5 separate regions of the Mus musculus genome follow, and regions 1, 3, 4 and 5 are each linked to region 2. The links are chromatin contacts, called in public HiCAR-type, HiChIP or PLAC-seq and promoter capture Hi-C maps. All regions are on one chromosome and are shown on one strand. The core of a region is the stretch at or near the end of the contact, and the rest is flanking DNA. Distances in the headings are between cores, read along the strand shown.

Region 1 (4,473 bases), core at 432-2,931, 1.8 Mb before region 2:
CAAGCGGCGGCGAAGTGGGTCTCCTTCAGGGAGACTAGAGCCATTGGCTGCCCTCGGTTCCACATTCCATAGCTTCTTGCTTCTGGGAGACTCCCAGCCACCTCCGCATCTTCACTGCCTGTGTAGTCTACCTTCACGTTCATTTATGGGTACTCTCATTGCCGAGCTTGCTCGTTATTGTACCTCAAGGTGGGTGCTATCACCAGCATGCACATCTAGGAGCGCCCCCTTTCCTCTGGTAGCAAGAGCCAAGAGCTGTGCCTTTAGAGCGTCCGGCAACACCCGGCCCTCTGCATCTCACCCTCTCTCCGAGCGCACCACAGCTCCCAAGAGCCGGGCAGAGGACAGCAACAAAAGTTGCTTTCCGCAAAGTCTAATCTTGGACAATGTTTAAACACTTCCGAAAACACACGAGACAAGAGTCTGCTGGGGGAGAAACAGTGACCGCATTATACTGCCAAAAAGACCCGGGCTCGCCACCTTTCTCCAGCCCGGCCCGATGCATTTTAGCTCAGCGACCCCAGCTGGTCAAGTCCTCTCGCTCACCAAGCGCCACGCGAAATCTGTCCAGTCCACCTCTGTCACCCCCAGCCAGCTCCCTAAGATCCCCAACTGCACTCCGGTGAGCCAATGGTTTCTTTTCCACACCTTCCGGAAAGAACTCGGGGCGGCGAACAGTGCGCCCTCAACGTGCCCACGAGGAGCCGCAAGGGCTGTTCGGCATCCCTGGGATGATCAGACTACCGCTATTCTCTTTTCAAATAGCACGGTCAGTTCTGACGCCCGCCAAAAATCATGCGTTCTCCCAAAGCAGTCGGGTCCATCTCCCGTCAAAACAACAGAAATCCTTTCCTGGCTTCTCGGCTAAACTGTCGCACCAGTTCAAAGTCGGCTGTCATTTAGAACCTTTCACAACCCAAGACTCAGACATAGTATGCAGGGGCAGGCGAACATTCTAGGCTACCCTTCCTGCACCGTGGAAGTGGAGGCTGGGCTCTTTGCTCCGCTCATAGCCTCCTCTAGCATGCACCCAACTTGCGCCTCTGGGTCCTGCAAGTGCATCCATCGGCATCTGCCCCTCTTCCTACTGAGTGCTGCAAGCGCCAGCTACCCAGCGGAATCGCCGCCTGATATCATCCACCTGCAGCCAACGGCCAAAGCTCAGTGAGGACCCAGAGCTGCATGTACAGACCCGAAAGATCGCCCTCCTCTTATTGCTAGCCCTAAACTTAACCAACTCCGGTGCCATTTCCTGGCTCCTGCCGCAGGGCTGTCTCCCTGGGTTCCAGCTGGTAGCGGTAATGACCACAGCTCCAGGCAGCGCCCAGGCAGGAACTTTACAAGGTGAAAAGTTTCCCCCCACTCTCTCTGAGAGCTTTAGCTTTCCGGAGCACCCATCACAGCCTCTCTGTAACCAGGTTGCTGAGGCTGTTCTGAGAAAGGTGCACCCCAGCCAGTGCACCATGCACCCAAATAAGCATGCTAAAAATCCTCACGCACCCTTGCCTTGGTCAGCGATGCGCCCCTGCACCCGACGAGTCCTCCGTGGTCTTCCTTTCAAGTCTAGGGGCGAGCTGGCCACCCCGCCGCCTCCGCCGCAGTGCTCGCCGCGTGCTCCCGGCTGAGGCTAGGGCGGCGAGCGGAGGCGCTAGGCGCTCAGGACGCCGCCACTGCTGCGGGTTGGCGGCGGAGGAGGGGAGTCGGAGGAGGATGGCGGCGGGAGGGGTGGGGAACCCGGGAGCGAGGTCCCAACGCGCAGCCCAGATCACAGCGCAGCCTGCCGGGGGGAGCGGTTCTCGCGTCTGCTCTAGTCAGCTTGCACCGCTACTGCTGGCGGTGGAGAGGTACCGGGTTCTTCTTCGCGGCGGCCGCCGCCGCACTGCCAAACCCCTAGCTTCGCTGTATTCTCCTCCCTCCCGCAGAGCCGCGTCCTCCGGGGGATGGGGGTGGGGGATGACCAGAGATCTCCGAGCGCCACACGAAGAGAAGGGGAGGGAAAGGGGGGCAGGGAGACCCGGCGGTCAGCAGGAGGACGCTAAGGGCGCCTCGCCTGGAAGCTGGACTAATTTTAGAGCCTAGGCATCCTCCACTTCTAGCGTGGCTGGAAGAACGCACCAAAGTCAGACTGACGTTTTCAGAGAGCGCGCACACACCACACTCAATCGTCTCTGCTCTGCTCTGCTCTGCTCTGCTCTGCTCTGCTCTGCTCTGCTCTGCTCTGCTCTGCTCTGCTCTTCAGCCTGCTGCCTAGAATACACTAGACTTCTCTGGACCAGATGAGGAAACCGAGGCACAATGAGACCAACATGGTTTTACCCAAGCTCCTCAGGCTACTTTGAAGCACAGTGGGCACGGCTATCAAACGCTGTACCTCCTGCTGCCCACCCGGGACTCGCATTTCTTTCCCACGCATTTTCAGATCACTGGGATCACCTTTGTGTGGGAGAGAATCAGACTAAAAAGTAACATGACTCATCACCCCCACCCAGTCTGAAACACGGTGGGATGTGAAGACATTCAGAACAGGAATGAGTGAACAGTCTCAGGGGAGCCAGGTGATTAGCAATACCAACCGGTGTGCCCTCTAGGTCCTTTTACTTCTGGATCATCCTCACAAGTCTGAGGATTCATGGCACCCCACCCCACCCCACCCCACCCACACTGCTTCAGTAGAGCTACACTTCAGCCTATGTTCCTTGCCTGTGAGCTCTGAAACATTCCTAACTAACGGCCAGCCCCGGTAAACCTGGGCCAGCGCCAGCCTCCACCCAACCCCCACTGCTGCACAGCAAATCACGTCTGTCTAAAGCAGGCTTTCACCCCAGGGGGTTCCTAGGGTGCCCACTCCCAGGCAGCTTCTCTGGAACTCTGGGACCGAGCAGTAACTCCAAGAGAGATGCTTCCGCAGACATGCTGTAGAGATAAATTTGCTCCTTTTCTTGATTCCTGAATTTCCCTTCCAGGAGCAGAGTCTGTCTCTCCTTAAAGTCTCTGTGCTCAGTCACACCCTTTGAAGAGTTACTAGAATTTGCCTTTTTGGTCTTCCTCTCCCAAGCCTGGGGCCTTAAGGATCTGAAAAGCCCTCCACTTTCAGTAGGTGGGCGGTTCCCCCTTGAAAGCCTTCTGCAGCCTCTGCACTGCCTTGACTGCCCCATAAAGCACTCTGCATGCTCCGCTTGCTTGCCTTGAGCATTTAATGGAAATACTAAGGAATACTGACAGCTAGCCATACATCAACTAATTCCAGGACAGAAGCATGATGCTGTCCAGGGCTTCACAGTCAGAAAGGCCAGAAGAAAAGTTACCTGCTCTCCAATTATGTCCTTTGCATAATTCTATTCTGATTTTATTTTTATTCAAACACTTTCTTAGGGCATTAAAAATTTATTGCCATATAAATATGCTCCTGGTATGGTGTATTCCTTGTGACTGACCCAAGGTTGTTAGTATTGCATCAAAGATTTTAGTGATTCAAGCATTTTACATTCTAGTGCTTCTGTGGGAAGACTGGGAGAGTCAGCTGCTGGCTGGATGGCTCCTGGGATGCACAGGGAGTTGGTGTTGGCAGCAGGACAGGCCATCTTCCACCTCCTTCCTGGGAAGCTGGCCAGGTAACTGAAGATGCAAGGATGTGGTGGGAGTCCAACCCCTCCAAAGACTTTCTTAGGCCTCAGAGGCACTTCACGCCTAAGTGCAGAAATCTGTCTAACTCTCTACCTCCTGCCTTCAGGCAGAGTGTAGGTAGTAAAGTAAACAGTCTCTACTCCCAGGGCAGAAACGGGCCATGGCAACCTAGGGGAAAATGACTCTGCAATATTGCCGAATGGTTTATTCAGTGGGACACCCTTTGGTATAATACTTGTTGATATCAGAAAAACATCTATTTCTTTATAACATAATCTACTACGAACCTGTGATATTGTGGTCACATTGTTGACAAAGCTATGAACTTAATGAATGAACCAAAAAGATTTATAATTCTTAAATTTTCACCCACGGTACCCTGTACAAATCCCAGTGTAGTGGATAAATATATTAAATAGTCAAAAATTAGACAAGGGAAGAAAGCATGAAAAGTCTCTATAAGACTTGCTAACAACATAGAAGAGAGCACTAACTGAAAAGCCAGAAATATATACTCATGTCACCTGCTTTATCATACTTCTGAGGTCCCACTCCACCTCCTCTGGGCCTTATCTCTTCCTTTAGACTACTGAACAACTTGCTCAACTGGATTCTTGCAAGCTATACTAATAGTACTGAGCCCTGATCCACTCTTGTAGCTCACTCCTCACCAAGGGTCTATTGAGGTGTCCATATACGTGGAAACCTAGATATGTAGGAGTTTAGACACTGAGAAATCTTCAGTGAACAAGACTTGGGAGTGTTTAGCGATATGCATGACTCTGCCACAGACGGGGGAGGCAGATAATGTTCCACATGGCTTCTGGGTTGGTCTTGCTGCAAGAAGCA
Region 2 (4,167 bases), core at 436-2,935:
TCCATTTCTTATTATTTATGATTAATTTCTATGGTCGATTATAGTAGCTATCCATAGCTAAAGTGAAAACTGATACCACCTTTTAGAAATCAATTGGCAATATATAGTCTTTTTAAAATTTAGAAGTATTTAAAAGGCTTATGCCCTTCACACAGTATTAGCTACTTTCAAAGTGGAGAGGGGAGCAATCTGCAGTAAATTGACTACTGACTTGGGCACAATTAAATTGGTGAGATTATATAGGAGAGAGTGGAAAATGACATAATTCAACATATTCCATCTTTTGAAAGACCCACAACATGAGGACTCCCCCATGTTCTGACTCAGGAGAGGCGACACCCCAAATCACTCACCAGAAACTGTCTCGCTGCAAACTGCAAGAGGACTTTTAATTCAAGAGTGCTCACAGTCATACACCATGCAGGGGTAGAAGACCATGGCGCCCTGAGTAGCTGGGTAAAGGGGTATTTAAAGGAAGAAACCACAACTCAAGGAGGTGGGGAGGGCATTGTTGGAAAATACCAAAAATACCAGTTAAGAGTCACAAAGAAGTGCAGTCACAAGAGTCACAAGGAATACCTGGTAATTGTGGGGATTATTTCTCAAGACAGTTTCTAAGAGCCCCTAACAATAGCACATTTGCATAGCGGGTTCCAGCAATGGTCAGGGTGGGTCAGGGTGACTTTCTTTGAATGAACACTCCTTGAACCCAGGAAGCTGGTGGGTGGAGGAATATTGCTGTTTTATGATTAGCATCCCTTGGAGCATTGAGTCATAGAGGTCACATTCTCAAGCCTGGGCCTAAAGGCCTAGAATTTTGCTTTTACGTTATATTTTTTCACATTCATAACAATGACTATAAATGACTTAACAATGGCATAAAATGAAAATTCTATTAGCTTAAATAAATACATTATATTTTTTGTTGTAACACATAAGTTTGATATTTCTAGGCATAAAAAGAGATACAGAAAATGAGAATACTTTTATTATTGGGATTAGGAAGGTTGTGAATAGATCTTCATTAATAAACTTGGGATTATTGGTAAATTACAACTACTTTCCGTCATCAAAACAGTCTGCTATTTCAAAAGCATCATATAGAAAGCATGTGCTGAGGACCATACTGTTTGCAAGTTGCCTATTAATGTAATAATGTGTTTTGCACACTAAAAATGTCACAAGACCTACTGAAAGATTGAATGTAGGTTACGTGATGACTAACGTGAAATTTCAATTTAGAATTGTGATTGACTCTAGGACTGCACTCAAAACATAATTTTGCTCATTCTAAAGTCCTGTCTTTGTAAGACGACTTAACCTCAATTTTTGGTAACTGACGCAGTTCTAGAGGAGCATAAGAGCATAGGTTCTGACGCTGCATAAACCTGGACCGAGGGACCGGGAAAAGGGGCGGACCTCACCCCTCAATTACCCTCTGGCAAGCGACCGCGGCTGCGCAGTGAACTCGGCGTGCCGCGCAACACAAAGCACGCCGGGAGAATGCGGGGTGGAACACAAAGAGATCGCCGCTCGCCGAGTCTTCCGCTTCCTCCCCTGGTGTCTCATCTATAACTGTCCGGATCCACCCGACTGTGCTCACCTGTGGCAGTCCGGTAGGAAATCTGTCCACCGCCCGACGCTGGCCCGTCTTCCGGTCTCTTCTGCGCCTGTGCAACCGGAACGTTCGGGAAAATTCCTGAAGCAGTACCGGCGGCTTCCGGAAGCTAGCTGCGGCCTGAACAGTAGTGCTGGTGATTGCTGCGGTGATTCACTTCTAGTCCCGGGTGGTGTGGATTTCGCCGAGAAGACGGAATGGCGCTCTTGTGTTACAACCGCGGCTGTGGCCAGCGTTTCGACCCAGAGGCCAACTCGGACGGTAAGGAGGACCGTGGCCGGCAGCTTTCTCCAGGCCTCCCTCTCCGGACCCTTGGCCTCCTTCACCTGGCTTCACCTCTTGCGGTCCCCCGGAGCCTCCCAGCTCTCTCACCCTCTCTGGGAGCGCAGGGCCGGGCGCTTCGGTGTCCCCGGCGCCCCTCATTCCTCAGTGGGCATCCCCTGCACTTGCTCAATTCTAGGCTATCCAGACCCGGTTTACACTGTCACCGCCGTGATTCCTGGGCCTAAGAGGTATAAAGAGGTGCACACTATTAGACTTCTTGTTGCGTTTGAGTACTAGTGGAAAGCGTGTTGTCACTTGTCAAATTACTTGCTTTTTAAAAAACCGTGCTGGGCTCCGGAAATGACTGTTACACATCCGTTCCACAATAACGTTTTCGGCATACTTTTACTGGGGCCTGCAGTTTTAAACTACGCTATTCCAGCATAAAATGATCCCCAAGTGCTGTTCCAAAAGCCAGTGTGGTCAAATTTGGAATGCACAATGAAAGCAAGCACCTATGCTGGGTGAAACCAGAGGTGTGAATGAATCTCATTATTGAGTGGAGTATTTATGCAGATAACTGGGCTATTGCAGGAATAAACAACACTTACCTCCGATTCATCTAGTATGTATAGTATGGTCTTTATATCCATTCATATATACTCATTATATAACTGAACCACACTGAAGTATTTCATCACAGACTGGAACACCACGTGTTAATAACACAGTTCAGCTTTGTAAAAGAGGTTAAGACCAGTTCCTTAGATAATGATCTTGGTACACAAGTAAACTGGTAGCTTCTTTCAAAATGAGACTGGGACAGGATTTAAAGGGAAAGATGCAGCGAAGCCAGTGTATGAACACACGTTTAACTGTCATGATATGTACATATTCTACTTCAGTACTGAATACATTGATGCATTGTAGCCTGAGGCAATATTTTTAGGGTACTAAATTCCTGACCAAAGTTCAGGAGAGATACCAGCTTGTTGTTGGAAGTTTATCTGTCTTTGTGTGTGTGAAATGGAACCATAGGCTAGGAAAGCCACGAAAAAATAGACAGTCATCAATTTGGGGCACATACATCAAGGGAACACCAGTCAGCCGACCAAATGGGGAAGTGTTTTAGAAAGTAGGGATGAATGCCAAGTAAATTGGTTGAATGAGTGGCAGTTGATAACACTGGATTTAGGAGAAAGCTTTTTAGAATGGGAATCATTTGACTTTACACATTAAAATTACAAATTAAAAGATTAGTGCAGAATATACCAATATTTCTGGTTTTCAAGGAGTACAGTGATAGATGTTTCACTTGTAAGAAGCTGCCAGTCTATATCCAGTCCTCCTGCTCTTAGTGATATGGTATATGTTCCATGCTTATTGTACTTTAAATTCAATTTTAAATGGTTCCCTCTCTACTGCATATCTTTGTGCATACAGGTTTCCATTCTGAACTTCTATATTCTAACTCATTGTACGTAATTAATAGCCTCTTTTTGTTCCATTGCATTAACTACTATTTTGTATACATAGCAGTTACTAAGACTGTAATATTAACTTAGTAGCAGAGGGTAGACAGATCTCACGGCAACACTAGGAATTGAATAGTAGGGAATTAAATTTGGAAGGTTGAGTGAGTTAAGACATTTACAGAAGAATGAAACCTCCTTTCTCTACCCTCATGCCACTGTTGTCAGGAAATAAGTGTGTCTGTTATCTGGTTGTTTTAAACAAAACACTCCACATGCTGGTGGTAATAAATGTATTTTGTATAAGAACAAAATAAATTAAAACTTTTATTCTGTAATGAGGAGAGAGACAGGAAATATAAAATAATAGCACTAATGAAGAAGACTGTAGAAATCTATGATTTGTATCTAGGAATTGGTTAAAATGCTAATTTAGTAATTAGATATTACGGCAGTTACTAAAATGTTGAGGTGGTTTTTTTGGTGGTGGTGGTGGTGGTGAGTTTTTTTTTTTTGTTTGTTTGTTTTGTTTTGTTTTTCCCAAACTCTTTATTAGAGAATTTCTTGGGAAACTTGTGTGGATAGGTTTATAAGTATACTTCAGTTTGCTATTTTCATGAAAAGATAGGGCCAAACAGAAGATGGGGAGGAGTGCTGAGCCTGCTGTCAGCTAGTTACAAACTGGCACAGAGTGGGGAGGGCCTTGGTCCCTTGGGCTAAGCGGAGGGTCTGCTGGCAGTCGGCTGCTGCAGGGGAAGGGGTTGCTTTGCTTCAGGGGCGTGGCTCGCCAGCTGAATATGCATTCAGGCAGCA
Region 3 (4,381 bases), core at 1,241-3,740, 2.0 Mb before region 2:
ATCAGATGAAAATGTACTTAAGTTGGGGTTCAATTCATGCAAAGAAAAAATGACAACGCATTGGATAGTGAAGCCCAGGCCATGCAGCTCTGGTAAGGTAGGTTTTCAGAACACTGATATTTCTTAGCATAATCTTAAACTTCTACAACAGCCTGAGAAATTAAATGCTCTATTTTCTTCTCACTTTTAAAGTAAAGGAATTGGCCACAGAAAACAACAACAACGACAAATGACTCATTCAAAGTCACCAACTACTATGGGTTTGAGCCAGGAGTTCCTGCCTATGTGGTACAGGTACCACTCTGATCTTGAACACTTAGTCCTATCTGTAACCTCGTTCTCATCAGAGATCAGACTCAGCCCTGTAAGCTTATACACAGCATGGCCCTTTCCGGACAGGCTTGCTTCCCATCCTACTCTCAACAGGGCAGTATCCCCTCACATGAGGATTTTGCCTAGATTTAGCAGTCACCTCTTCTGCCTCTGTCCTGTCACACAGTCCTGACGTGTGTCAGTTGTTATTGCTATATCTGGTTTGCATTTCCATGGGCATGAATTTTTTTCCATTCCAATCCTTATTTTGTGTATGTGAGTACATTGTAACTGTCTCAGACACACCAGAAGAGGGCATCAGATCCCATTATAGATGGTTGTGACCCACCATATGGTTTCTGGCAAGTGATTTCAGGAACTCTGTAAGAACAGTCAGTGCTGTTAACCACTGAGCGATCTCTCCAGTCTCCTGAAAACAAGATATTGTGATTTATACATAAGGTGCCTTGCCCAGCTATAAGGCAGGAGACAGGGTTGTGTATGTTCTTGGTCACTAAATTTGATATCATCTCCGTCTTCTCCCCTTTGAACTCTTCATCTCTCAGGAGTCTCCTCTACCCCTTCGTGTTTCCTGTATTCTGTTCTGAGGATTCACAGTATTGCCTAGGCTATCTCCAAACTCCTTGTGAGATCCTTGACTCAGCCTTGGCAAATGTTGGGATTAAACACCTAAGACATCATACCCAGTTTTATTGTCAACATTGATAAATACACATATGACCACTTTATAAGTAATAGAAGAATGGATGGTTTGAAGGGTGTTATTGTGATCTGTCCTTCCTCATTTCTATTCCTCTGCCTCATTCTTCTTCCTGTAACATCGTCACCGTGATCTGGACCTATGATCCTAAAAAGTTCACTGGAAGATCGCCATATTCCCATGGAGAAGGGATTGATCTCTTGCAAAAACTTTCAGGAAACATCTCACAATGCCATGTTTAGAACATGATTCTTCTTCCACTGGTCTTGGTGATGGAAAAATTAACTGAGTGATTGTCCTGTTTAAGAGACGGTATGGCCATTCATCTTTGATTCTCAACCTCTTTCTTATGGCCAAGTCAAGAGCCTAAAATCACATCCTGGCAATACTTCCAAAGAATACGGAAGAACCTGAGTATTTCTATGAAAACAGATTTTAAAACCAAGCTGGCTGGAAATGTTAGAAGAAAACACACATGCCAGGAAATCGATTGGTAGTTCCACAAGGAATTGATAACACAGCACTGTGTACACTGGGGTCTTTGGGCTCCTGGCTTCCCAATTCTGTTTCACGACAGCTGTGCCAAGTTAGGGAAGCTCCATTTTAGGAAAACGAAGAAAAGCCTCTCCTCTTGCAAAAGACTTGTTTAATGGATTTTCACACCTCCAAATTCCTACTTCTAGCTTTGACAAGATAAAGTTGTACAGAGGTAGGTAACGTAAAAATGTTTCTTGTCTAGATCTTCCACATAGTTGTAGTTATAGATACATCAGGAACAATGGGCACATAAGTCTAAAGGAAGGGCAGTGGGAAACAAAGAGAGGTTATGGGTACGTGTATGTCAGGAGAGCAAGATATCAATATGGCAGAGGAAGGGGACCAGCAAGGAGGACATGGAAGGAAATAAGGAAGATGGACTAAGAATCCATCATAGCAATATGCACGGAAATGTCACAATTAAACCCATTACTTGTTTGACAACAATAGTTGATTCTCAAAATCTCAAATAAAATCAAAGAACTGTATAGGACTTGTTATTTATAAGTGTGTGTCCACAGGGGTATAGGGGTGTGTGTGTGTGTGTATGAGAGAGAGAGAGAGAGAGAGAGAGAGAGAGAGAGAGAGAGAGAGAGTATAAGCAACAGTGTTAGTTCTCAGTTGTTATCTACCTTGTTTTATGAGACAGGGTCTCTCACTGGAACCTGGTTCCTACCGGTTGGGTTAGTTTGGAAGCCAATGAGTCTGAGGGATCCTCTTGTCTCTGCCTCTGCAGCACTATGATTTCAAGTGTTTGCCACAACACCCAGCTTTTTACATGGAAAGCAACTCAGTCTTAATGTTTGCACCACAAGCGCTCATTGGTTAGGCTCCAGAACTGCTTTTCATACTGCACACAGCAGGGGTGAGTCATATGGCTTTTATCAGCTGATGTGTGTGGTGCTGTATTGTTTGGTGATATGATGATGTTGGTCTCCTGGGTCCCAGAGCAGCAGGAAGGCTGGTGCTCTGGGCCATGCCGCACAGATGTACTGGGGAATCTCAGTTCCTTTTAGCCCTTAGTGTAGGAGGCAAACAATCATTACTCGTTGTTGAGGGGTTTCTAAACCTCGCAAAGCATCCTCTTAGAGAAATTCACTAATCTGGAGCTATCCTTGCTTCTGAACAATCCTGTAGATCAGAGGCAACTTCTGCTATGGAAGAGCTTCAGTGGATCTTTCTGGAATTACCCAAGGGCAGGCAGCAGAGGATAAAACATGTGTCAATGCTCCCTGCCTGGAGCCATTGACTCTAATGATTCTAGGTTGTTAAGTTTATATCTTGAATGCTTACATTAGACATGTTAGGTCTGCTGCTGGTCAAGAGACAGGAGGGAAACATGAGTTTCACGGCATTCTATATACACTGCTCTAATTGGCACAAACTGCTATTTGCAGTTTCAAATTAGTGGGAAGACAGCAGAGAGCTTGGCTCTGATAGACAGAGGTAAGATGAATCAGCCTCTGCAACTAAGGCTACAGCAGACATATGGTTGAGAACCAACTGGCCATGGCCTTCTAAGCTGGAGGGGGCAGCTATAATTCATATTCACTGCTAAGATCCTTTAAGGGGTATTTATTATCTCCTAGACACAATTTATTCTTCTGATTATTCATTTTTCATTACTATGGAAAGCAAGATTAAATTGTTTCGGCAGCAACTGCTTACATTAATCTTTCAAATATGTGTTCCATGTAAAATTCTTGTCAGGAAAATGGATCTAATTCCTCCTGCCCCAACAGCCTCAGATAAAAGTAATCCAGCCTGAAATAAAAGAAGCTCCAGGATGTAAGGTGCAGTGGAAAATGCAGAGGCAGACAGCATACCCCTCCCCCTCCCCTTTGCAGGACTGAGAGCACGGGTGGGGGAGGGGAAGGATGCAGAGAGTTCATTTATTAGACCCAGGAAATTTATTCCATTAACATTTTAATTTCAAAAGTAATTTAAATTAGCACTTTATTTAACTGTGAAATTAGATTACTCTCTGTTTAACATGCAATACACTCATGAGCTTAATACATGACAAGTGCTAAGGAGTAATACCATATCTCTCAATGCCTATAAATTGTATTTCAGTGTCTATGAGATTGTCAACAACTGCCTCGTTTTACAAAACGGTAGTTGCTGTCACAGAGGCCTTGAGGGACCAGCCTGAAGACACACAGCTATGCAACAACACATACAGAACCAGGGCCAGTGCAGAAGCAGGCCAGTGCATGTTTGGAGATTCATGGTTGGAAATAGTTATTTCTACCTCATACTTAACTTTTTGTTCCATTTCCCCTTCCTATTTAATTTCTCCCTGTAATCAGTTCTGCAACTTTCAAAGTAAAGATGCACTTACTTGCTGTCTTCTCAAAATGTTACTTAAATAAATAAGATCCTGCCTCTTAAATTCACTAGCCACAGAATGAAAACCATCTCGATGTACTGAGTCAACAAGCCCATGGCACCGCCCCTTCCTTGAAATCAGTTGACTTTGGGTATGCCAGCAAGCATATTAAGCAAATCTGAAGACAGTGCTACTGACAGAGCCTGGAGTCAAGTGTCATGGTCAGATCGGAAGCACAGAAATGTACTTCCTCTGGGGTTTGATCTGCATCATGCCTCAGGACTCTGGCTTGTGCATAGGGGGCAAAACCAGAGAGAGTAGGGGCAGGGTATTAAAGTGTACCTGTCAGCAAATCCAAACTCAAAGGGCAAAGCAGTTCAAATAGTCCCCAGAGCAGTGCAGATGGGCCCCAGAGCAGTGCAGATGGGCCCCAGAGCAGTGCACATAGGCCCCAGAATGGATGCAGACTTCCAACCTAC
Region 4 (4,088 bases), core at 1,387-3,886, 1.8 Mb before region 2:
ATTGTAGATATATCAATATATAGGTATATCAACGCCTAACAAACTTTACTTTCCAAGTACTTCTTCCCTACTGAGACAGGGTTGCACCCACCTTCCCCAGGTCTGGTGTGAAGTGTCCTGCAGTCCTAGTTCTTGATCATTATCTCTAGGCTTTATCTTATTCCCCAAGACTTGGTACCTTGAGAACAATTGCTTTATCTCCTTGGCCCTCTAGCTCCCAGCAAGCCGACTATGTAAGATAGTCTTATATGAGTGATATGTATGAGTTAGTAAAAAGCTGGGTACAGTTGGGGAGCCAGACTAAATGGTGCTTTTAAACTTTTACTTCAAAGATTACAATTATATTGCTATTTAAATATGGTTCCACTTCTTTAATCGCTAGTCATTTTCTAATGCCCTTCATTAAAACTGTGGAGTAATGCCCCTCTCAGCAGAATTCAAGATAACCTGTCTTTATCAGCTGTCTGTGTAGTCCTTCACTTCAGCAGACACTTAGATAAGACACTTTCAATAAGATTTATAAAAGGCATGCATAGCATCCTAAAGAAGTTTTAAAAATATATTTCAATACTTAATCCACTGCTGCCTTTCTAACCCGTGAAGAGTCTGTTAAATCCTGGCGCTAGGATTGTGTATGATCACATTTCTCTTTTCTTAATGTGGGGGAGACATTGTGCACTCAGTGTTCTTCATTATGGTTCCAAAAGTTTCATAGCCAATACAAGTCATGTTTTACTCTGGGTACAATGTGTATGCAAGCTAAAATCTAGACATCTTTGTGTCTGCAGATGTGCAAATGAAATTTAGTATTGCAATAATGCTAACTGTTACCACCTCAAACAGGGCAGCTTTTCAAGCTTGGGAAAGTGCTTTCAACCTGGATCACAAAAGAAAGCAGATAGACCACCTAAAGCAACAGCCCATTGGAACTGGCAATGCAGCTCAGTGGTCAAATGCTCCCCTCTCATGCACAAGGGCCTAGGTTCAATTCTTAGCATCATGAAGAGAAATGAGCAACTACGCCAAAGCTACCTATTATTTGAGTGAATGCAAACACTGATCAGCTAATACTATAACTAAGCAAGCAGATCAGCCCCATCAACAACCTGAACTCACGGTCCTTGAAACAAAGGCTTGCTAGTGTATGCCATGGTGTCATCGTTTGGAGGCTAATTATGGGATGGATCCCTGGATATGGCAGTCTCTAGATGGTCCATCCTTTTGTCTCAGCTCCAAACTTTGTCTCTGTAACTCCTTCCATGGGTCATTGTTTCCAATTCTAAGAAGGAGCAAAGTGTCCACACTTTGGTCTTCGTTCTTCTTCAGTTTCATGTGTTTTGCATCTTGTACCTTAGACTAGGCCGGGGCCTAGCAAACACAGAAGTGGATGCTCACAGTCAACTATTGGATGGATCACAGGGCCCCCAATGGAGGAGCTAGAGAAAGTACCCAAGGAGCTAAAGGGATCTGCAACCCTATAGGTGGAACAACAATATGAACTAAGCAGTACCCCAGAGCTCTTGACTCTAGCTGCATATATATCAAAAGATAGCCTAATCGGCCATCAATGGAAAGAGAGGCCCATTGGTCAGGCAAACTTTATATGCCCCAGTACAGGGGAACGCCAGGGCCAAAAAATGGGAATGTGGGGGGGAGGGGAGTGACGGGGAGGATGTGGGGGACTTTGGGGATAGCATTGGAAATTTAATTGAGGAAAATACGTAATAAAAAAATGCAAAAAAACAAAACAAACAAACAAAAAAAAAACAACCTGAACTCACTGCAAGTCATCAGTTATTACTGACCTAACATCGGCTGTCAGTGTCTTTCTACAAATAACGCTCCTGCCAGTTCAAGTGAAATCAAATTTAAATTTCAGAGAATGTAATTTAAGTAATTCAGGTACTTTTACCAGCATAGGCATATATTGTTCTACAAAAAAAATCTGTGAGAACACTTTGCAGATGTGAATGAATAAAATACCGATCGAGAGTTACATTATACAACAATGATTAAAGTACTTGAAACAGTAAAAGAAACTTCACAAGTGAACTTCAGCAATCCTATCTTTGCCAAGCACAAACAATTGCATCATACAAGTGTGGACTCTCCATTTCGACACAAGTGCATTGAGACGAGGTTCCTGGGGTGGGGGTGGGGTGGGCATCAAAGCACTGTGAAATACACTCTCACTGCTAGCCTAACTAGCCTAAAGCCAGCAAAGAGTTAAATGCCCAGGATTGCTCAGTAATGAATGCCTAGGAAGTTTGGCCAAGGAATATCAAGTAGACACCAGGGCCAGAGCAACTGCTAAAGGGATGACCTCCTTGAATCTCATTTGCATAGCAATGAGATGCCACAAAGCAATGCTGTCTGCCTCTAACCCTGCTGCATTTTGTTGTGACTTTAAGCAAAACAGCCTTCCAAAGTAAAAACAAAATTATTCCAGCAGTGGGTCTGGGGAGCTGTGTGTAAAATGGACTGCAGTACCATTGGCCCAGACTTAGTCATTCTGTGAACATGAGCAACTGAAAGGAAGGGCAACGCAAACTTTTAAGGATGTTTCCAGGTAAGTTGCCAAGGATAATGCATGTCTGCTCACAAACAGACAAGCCAATATGTCAATAAGCAGAGCCAAGCTCACTTCCAGCGTATGTGAGGCAGCCTGAGGCTGTTTTGTATAATCATGCCGAAGCTTTCCATCACTTTCAGGGTTTGTTTTTGTTTTGTCTGCTTTATTCTAAGGACTGTGCTTGCAAGTATTATTATCCGTAAATACTAACAAGGGAGAGTGGAGACTTTTACCCCTACTGTTGAAGAATGTCACTGTTTGTCAGTTCACACAGCTAACATGATGAAAGGGACAAGAAACAGCAGCATTGTTCAGGCAGTGACAAATGGCAAAGGCATTCAACAAAATGCTCAAGCTCTGTGTGTTCTTAATAAACAAGCAAACAAACAAACAAACAAACATGTTTCCAAGCTTAATATGGCACAAGTTCACTTCTCTCCAGGTTGTAGGCATCAAATTCAATGTGCAATTCAAAGGAAAAACACTTATTCTGCTTCATAATGTCTTGGACAAGCAACCTACCCAGATAAGGTTGTTTTTGGTAGAGAATATATGAGTGTTTATTCTTTTCTGTCACTATGTCAAGTAAAAGTCCTCAAATTCCTGTGCCACCCTTCGAAAGGTATACGTACCAACTCTTACTTGAGTGATTTTGATAGGACCTCGAATTATTCACCAGACATGATGAATCTACTTCAGGCAATGAGATTAATATTTTAGTAAGTCCTCTCCCATGAAACAGGAAGCCCTTTAGTAATGACCTTGGACCAGATAAGAGGAAAGTCAGAAAAAGCAGGTCTAAAGCCAGAGGGTAATTGTTTTCAAAGACTCTTTTATGCAAAAAGACTCCTAATCAAGCTAATACAATTTTTTTTTCATTTTTATCTTCTATTTTTTTTTAATTTATATTCATCTGAGGCTCTATAAACAAAAACAAAGCACAGCAGATTTTCATCTTCCTATACAAATAGTCAGTCACAAGGAACCTAAAGAAAGGTGCTGGGAACCCATGACTCATTTTTCGACATGGCTCTAAAGTCAGGTGATAAAATTTCCTTAGGTAGAGTGGACACCATGTGCATTAGGGCCTCTCTAACATCTGCTTCCTGTTGTGTAGTCAGTTACCTGGAAGGGCAAAACCATATTCAGAAGAGAACATCTGTGTTCTCCCCAGGGAATGGAGTGTGCTGACAGATGCCCTGACTGTACACTCAAATTGTAGAAAATGATTGGAGCTCAGAGCAGAACACCCAAAGAGAAAGCCTGGAAATGAACTTGGACTTGAAGGCATTGAAAGGGTCTTGGTAGGGAAAGTCTCTAAATTCCCTCTGTCTCTTTCTTTCCCCAAGTAGGTCATAGAAATTAAGATCCCTCTTTCCCGAGGTGTTTAAGAAAGCTACATATCTCGGAGCTCTTGACTCTAGCTGCATATGTATCAAAAGATGGCCTAGTTGGCCATCACTGGAAAGAGAGGCCCATTGGACTTGCAAACTTTATATGCCCCAGTACAGGGGAA
Region 5 (4,174 bases), core at 643-3,142, 1.9 Mb before region 2:
AATGAGAAAGAGGTCCACTGATAAGGATGTGGAGCAAGGCTGAGAAGAGAAAAGACTGAGCAATGGCTGGGAAGGGAAACAGAAGCTGCAGACGGAGCAAGACACAAGCTCACAGGCAGACTCAGTACAGAACTGTGTGGCAAGAGTCAATGCTTGGAGAAGGGTCAGACTAAAGTCAAGGAAAAAGAGAGCATATATTATGAATGATTTTGCAAAGGTCTCTTTGGATTAACTAGGAAGCCGCTGGTGTTTATAGCAGAAGAGAAATGGAGATCTATAACCAATGTTTGACGTTTGATGATATTTCTGAGCTCATTTGTTATAAATGGAACACAACAAAAAAGTGGTGTATTACTCTGCTCACTGCTGTGACAAAATGCCTGACAGGAGTTACTTAAGGAATGAAGGCTTATTTGGACTCTGTATTTGAGGTTACCATTCACTGTGGTGGTGAAGATACTGCAGCAGGAACAAGAGGCAGATGCTCACACTGCAAGTACAGTCAAGAAGCAGAGGGGAAATGCTGGTGCTCAGTTCGCTGTCTCTTTTTATGCCATTTGAGACCCCAGCCCTCTGACTGATGACACCCATATTTAGGATGGGCCTTCCTTCAACCACTTCAATTATCCCAATCTGTGAAATCCCTCACAGATATGCCCCAAAATGTGTGATTCCAGATACTATCAAGGTGACAAACGATACGAGCCTTCACGGGAAGAATCAAGGAGACCAGCAGCTATCTAATGGCCAATGCAGTGATTTCATTTTTAAATTATAAGGGTGCATGGGTACTTTGTCTGCATGCTATATTCTGCACACCATGTGCATAACTATTGCCTGTAGAGGCTAGTGGAGGATATTGTATATCCACTGAACTGGAGCTAGACAGGAGTCACCATGTGGGTACAGGAAAGCATACCTAGGTCCACTGGAAAAACAGTCAGTACTCTTAACCTCTATGATAGTAGTTCTGAACTTCTGGATCAGGACCCCTTTGTGGATTGAATGACCCTTACACAGAGGTCACATATCAGTTACCCTGCATATCAGAAATCTACATTATGATTAATAATAGTAACAAAATTAAATAGTAACAAAATTAAATAAAATAAAATAATTTAATTTATTTTAATAAAAAAATAAATTAATAAATAGCAACAAAAATAATTTTAAGTTTGGGGGTCCCCACAGCATGAGGGACTGTATTAAAGTGTAGGCGTATTAGGAAGGTTAAGAAGCACTGCACTAGTGGATCTTTGCCGATCCATTGTTATGACTTTTAGAAAGAGATGGTGAGGAATTAGATTAAGGCAGTAACAATGGAAAGTATTTATACTTGGGAATATCCCAAAGATAGGATCACAGGATTTGTTCAAGAGTTGAAAACAAAAGAGCACACAGACACACACACACACGTGCAAGTATGTGCGCGAGCACACACACACACACACAGTGGAGGTGTCTTGGAAAGATGATGAAGCAGATATTTATTGAAATGCAAAAAATGTAAGGAGGGAGGAATTAGAGGTCCATTTGGACATGTTGAATTCAGACATCCATTGAAGAAGCTACCCAGGAGAAAGGCATAGGCTCTGCTTCCTATGTAGAAAACAGAGGATGTTAGACAGGGATTAGAAGCAAGAAAAACAGATCAGCAGAACTCATACAATCACTGGCATCATCCTACCTAACCCTTCAAAAACTGGAAGCTTTTAAACTGCTAGCCAAGACGTGCATTGCATCACAATGGGAGTGACTCTGAGAGCAGACATTCTTGGTTCGATCAGAAAGGCGATGATGTAAGCAATTGTTTTCACAGCCTGGCATAATTCTGCATTAAGATCCAACCTGGCCCTCTGACCTCAAGCCAACGGGGAGCTCCCAAACAGGGACCGAAGCATACAGTGGTTTATTGTTCAAACCCCAGGTTCTAAAGGGGAGTTCTCAGCACATTCACAGGGAATGCAAATGAAGCCCTTGCCATGGGAAGCTGTTTTGTTTTTCCAAATCAGGCTTAGCAATCTGTCACCAAACAGCTACATGTGTCTCAGTAAACCTTGATTTGGATGCTCACACCCTTGCAAAATGTTTTGAATCCTCACAGGCACATGTCAGGGTCCTTAGAAGTTCTCAGTTCCTGCAGTTTACACAGTGTCTGTCCTTCATGTATCTCTAAAGCTGGGTTACACCGAAGGGCTGCAATCCAGAATAAAATGCCTGTAGATGCATAAAAGTACTGCAGCAATGGGTTGATGAGCGAGGACACAGTAGTGGATAGAGTGTGCACCACCATTCAGAGCTAGAGGAAAGGAAGTGCAGGAAGCAAGCTTGCTCTTATTGGTTGATGGCTATGGGGATGTCTCCTCATCACTCTGAGTCATTTTCCTTATCCCTAAACCAAGGCATCAAAGCAGCCGATCTTTCCTTGTTGAGTATTTGAGGATAAGCTAGTCACACAGCAGACCTTTAGATCAGACTATTCTGCCCAACTAAGATGCCACACTTTTTCATCAATAATTCCTTATTTTCTGCCTTCATTGCTAATGGCCAAAACTCTATTCTAGGTTAGTTCTGTGAATTGCACTAGTCTGTTCTTAAATTTTTATATCTTACTGGTTTAAAAATTCACTTTCTGGTGAGTGTGTATGTGTGTAGCTTACTTGCATAAAGTTTCCAGAGTAGGCAAAGCTGGTTGACTACAGAACCCCATGGATCTGTGTGTGTTTGCCTCCTGTGTAGAGATTAGAACACATGACACTCAGTTCATGCTCACTCCATGTGTACTCACTCCTTTATGTGCATATAGTCCTCAATCTACAAGTCTGTGTTATCACCCACTTGCTCTGCACTTGTCCTGTGCATAGAACATATCCCTTCCCCTGTCTGCTTTGGTTAATGCCACTGTCCTTAATTTGATGACATCCTGGCACAGTTAGTTCATAGCACAGATGAACTTTGGAAGAGCTGCCCTTCATGACCTGTAACAATTCTGAGCAGCCCCACTATCTCATGGAGCCAACATCTGGAGAAAAGAAATTTCTTCTTCAATAAATCCCTCACCTTCTGATGGGCAAATAAAAGAAAGAAAGCACCCACAAGAGGTCCTCAAAGAAGTGCATTACACTGTGCAAAGGTCAGGGGACATTTCCCCAGCCAGGAAGATCATGGAACAGAAGAACAGCCAGAGGACTTCTAGCGCCTTCTTATTTCTATATATGACTCTTACTGGCAATAGCGCCTCTGGTTGAAACAGCAAGGTGGGAAACTCAGCTCCACAAGGAGAACAAAAGACAACAGAAACATAACGTGTCACCCTGTGTAAAATCAACAGCTCTGAAAGACTTCGGAGCTTGAAACAAGTTCCTCACCTGTGATGCACACTTCCCACCTTAGATATCACAGCAGGTCTTTACTCCAAACCACACCTGGATGCTTAAACACCACCTAAATGACCTTCTCCCCAAAGAATTAAATTACCATTATAGCCTACCCCTCTATTAAAAATTAATGAATTCACCAGCTCCTAGGACTAAGGCCTTCATTTGTTTCTTAATGAAGAAAGCTTTGATCTTCAATTCTCCAAGGCTATGATTGTTTTTTATTCTTCAGTTCTCCTCATTAAATATAAATACCTCCATTCTCCAAGATACACCTGCAAAGCACTTAAAACACTCATTTGAACAATAGGAAACCTATTTTTGTCTCCTTGCTAAGAGCCCACTGTTTAAAGTTCTGCTATACAAGGGAAGGCATTTTTCTCTGGCACCCAGGCACTGATATGGGTGATAGAATACTGAAATTGAAGGTTTGCAGTTAATCACTATTTACAGAATAGGCTCAAAGGGCAACTTCTCCGAGTGTAAGATCTGAGCTGCAATAAGAATTCTTCACATGTTGTCATTAGCTGAAGGAGGAGGGACCATCCAAGCAGGTGCCACAGTTTGATTTATTGAATATTTCAGGCTACATTCCTGGGATATAACATCAAGCGCCGGGAGAGACTCTCTCTGGCAACTGCCACAGCCCTAATAGCAAAAGGCAAATGAGCTCTTAGTGCACACTGAGAGATGTCTGGCAACAGCTAGAATTCCCCCATTCTGCCATTACAGCAAAGTGCCCTTAACCATGTCTTAGGCATGGTATGTATTATTAAAACAAGGGAGCTGTGGTGCTT

The links. Promoter capture Hi-C pulls out the DNA fragments that hold promoters and counts their contacts. HiCAR-type assays count read pairs that join an accessible place to other places. HiChIP or PLAC-seq counts read pairs in DNA pulled down with a chosen protein or histone mark.
Region 1: a HiCAR-type map of astrocytes shows a contact between it and region 2, with 5 times the contacts expected there. The contact joins the promoter of Fat3 here to the promoter of Chordc1 in region 2. A contact is called at or near these places in 10 of 39 promoter capture datasets (cranial neural crest, embryonic stem cells, frontonasal cranial neural crest and 5 more), 3 of 484 Hi-C or Micro-C datasets (cardiomyocytes, embryonic stem cells and nephron progenitors), 7 of 115 datasets of contacts at active chromatin or transcription factors (astrocytes, differentiating embryonic stem cells, embryonic forebrain and 2 more) and 1 of 9 other capture datasets (embryonic stem cells).
Region 3: a contact with region 2 is called in an H3K27ac HiChIP or PLAC-seq map of large pre-B cells, with 6 times the contacts expected there. The contact joins the enhancer-like site here to the promoter of Chordc1 in region 2. A contact is called at or near these places in 7 of 39 promoter capture datasets (3T3-L1-derived adipocytes, cranial neural crest, frontonasal cranial neural crest and 4 more) and 2 of 115 datasets of contacts at active chromatin or transcription factors (embryonic stem cells and large pre-B cells).
Region 4: a promoter capture Hi-C map of stem cell-derived epiblast-like cells shows a contact between it and region 2, with 3 times the contacts expected there. The contact joins the enhancer-like site here to the promoter of Chordc1 in region 2. A contact is called at or near these places in 8 of 39 promoter capture datasets (the 3T3-L1 cell line, cranial neural crest, frontonasal cranial neural crest and 5 more), 1 of 484 Hi-C or Micro-C datasets (nephron progenitors), 1 of 115 datasets of contacts at active chromatin or transcription factors (astrocytes) and 1 of 9 other capture datasets (embryonic stem cells).
Region 5: a promoter capture Hi-C map of hippocampal neurons shows a contact between it and region 2, with 4 times the contacts expected there. The contact joins the enhancer-like site here to the promoter of Chordc1 in region 2. A contact is called at or near these places in 9 of 39 promoter capture datasets (the 3T3-L1 cell line, cranial neural crest, embryonic stem cells and 4 more).

What each region holds. Positions count from the first base shown.
Region 1 is chr9:16,500,373-16,504,845 of GRCm38.p6, forward strand. It overlaps Fat3 (FAT atypical cadherin 3), which reads right to left and starts at 1,682. Exons shown (of 26, transcript NM_001080814.2): 1 at 1,501-1,682.
Region 2 is chr9:18,290,582-18,294,748 of GRCm38.p6, forward strand. Chordc1 (cysteine and histidine-rich domain (CHORD)-containing, zinc-binding protein 1) reads left to right here and starts at 1,686. Exons shown (of 11, transcript NM_025844.2): 1 at 1,686-1,879. The coding sequence starts at 1,816. Gm51667 (a long non-coding RNA gene) reads right to left here and starts at 2,684. Exons shown (of 4, transcript XR_003948105.1): 1 at 2,494-2,684; 2 at 1,604-2,123.
Region 3 is chr9:16,308,046-16,312,426 of GRCm38.p6, forward strand. The region is part of intron 2 of Fat3 (FAT atypical cadherin 3); the gene reads right to left. Among named protein-coding and RNA genes, the nearest start is that of Fat3, 190 kb to the right of the region's middle. Within about 2 kb of position 2,491, at least 12 of the 459 cell types and tissues checked have an H3K27ac peak or open chromatin away from gene starts, as enhancers often do.
Region 4 is chr9:16,482,760-16,486,847 of GRCm38.p6, forward strand. All of the region lies in intron 1 of Fat3 (FAT atypical cadherin 3), which reads right to left. Among named protein-coding and RNA genes, the nearest start is that of Fat3, 17 kb to the right of the region's middle. Within about 2 kb of position 2,637, at least 44 of the 459 cell types and tissues checked have an H3K27ac peak or open chromatin away from gene starts, as enhancers often do. A contact at or near this core is called in astrocytes and stem cell-derived epiblast-like cells, where this site is marked.
Region 5 is chr9:16,436,154-16,440,327 of GRCm38.p6, forward strand. All of the region lies in intron 1 of Fat3 (FAT atypical cadherin 3), which reads right to left. Among named protein-coding and RNA genes, the nearest start is that of Fat3, 64 kb to the right of the region's middle. Within about 2 kb of position 1,893, at least 29 of the 459 cell types and tissues checked have an H3K27ac peak or open chromatin away from gene starts, as enhancers often do. A contact at or near this core is called in hippocampal neurons, where this site is marked.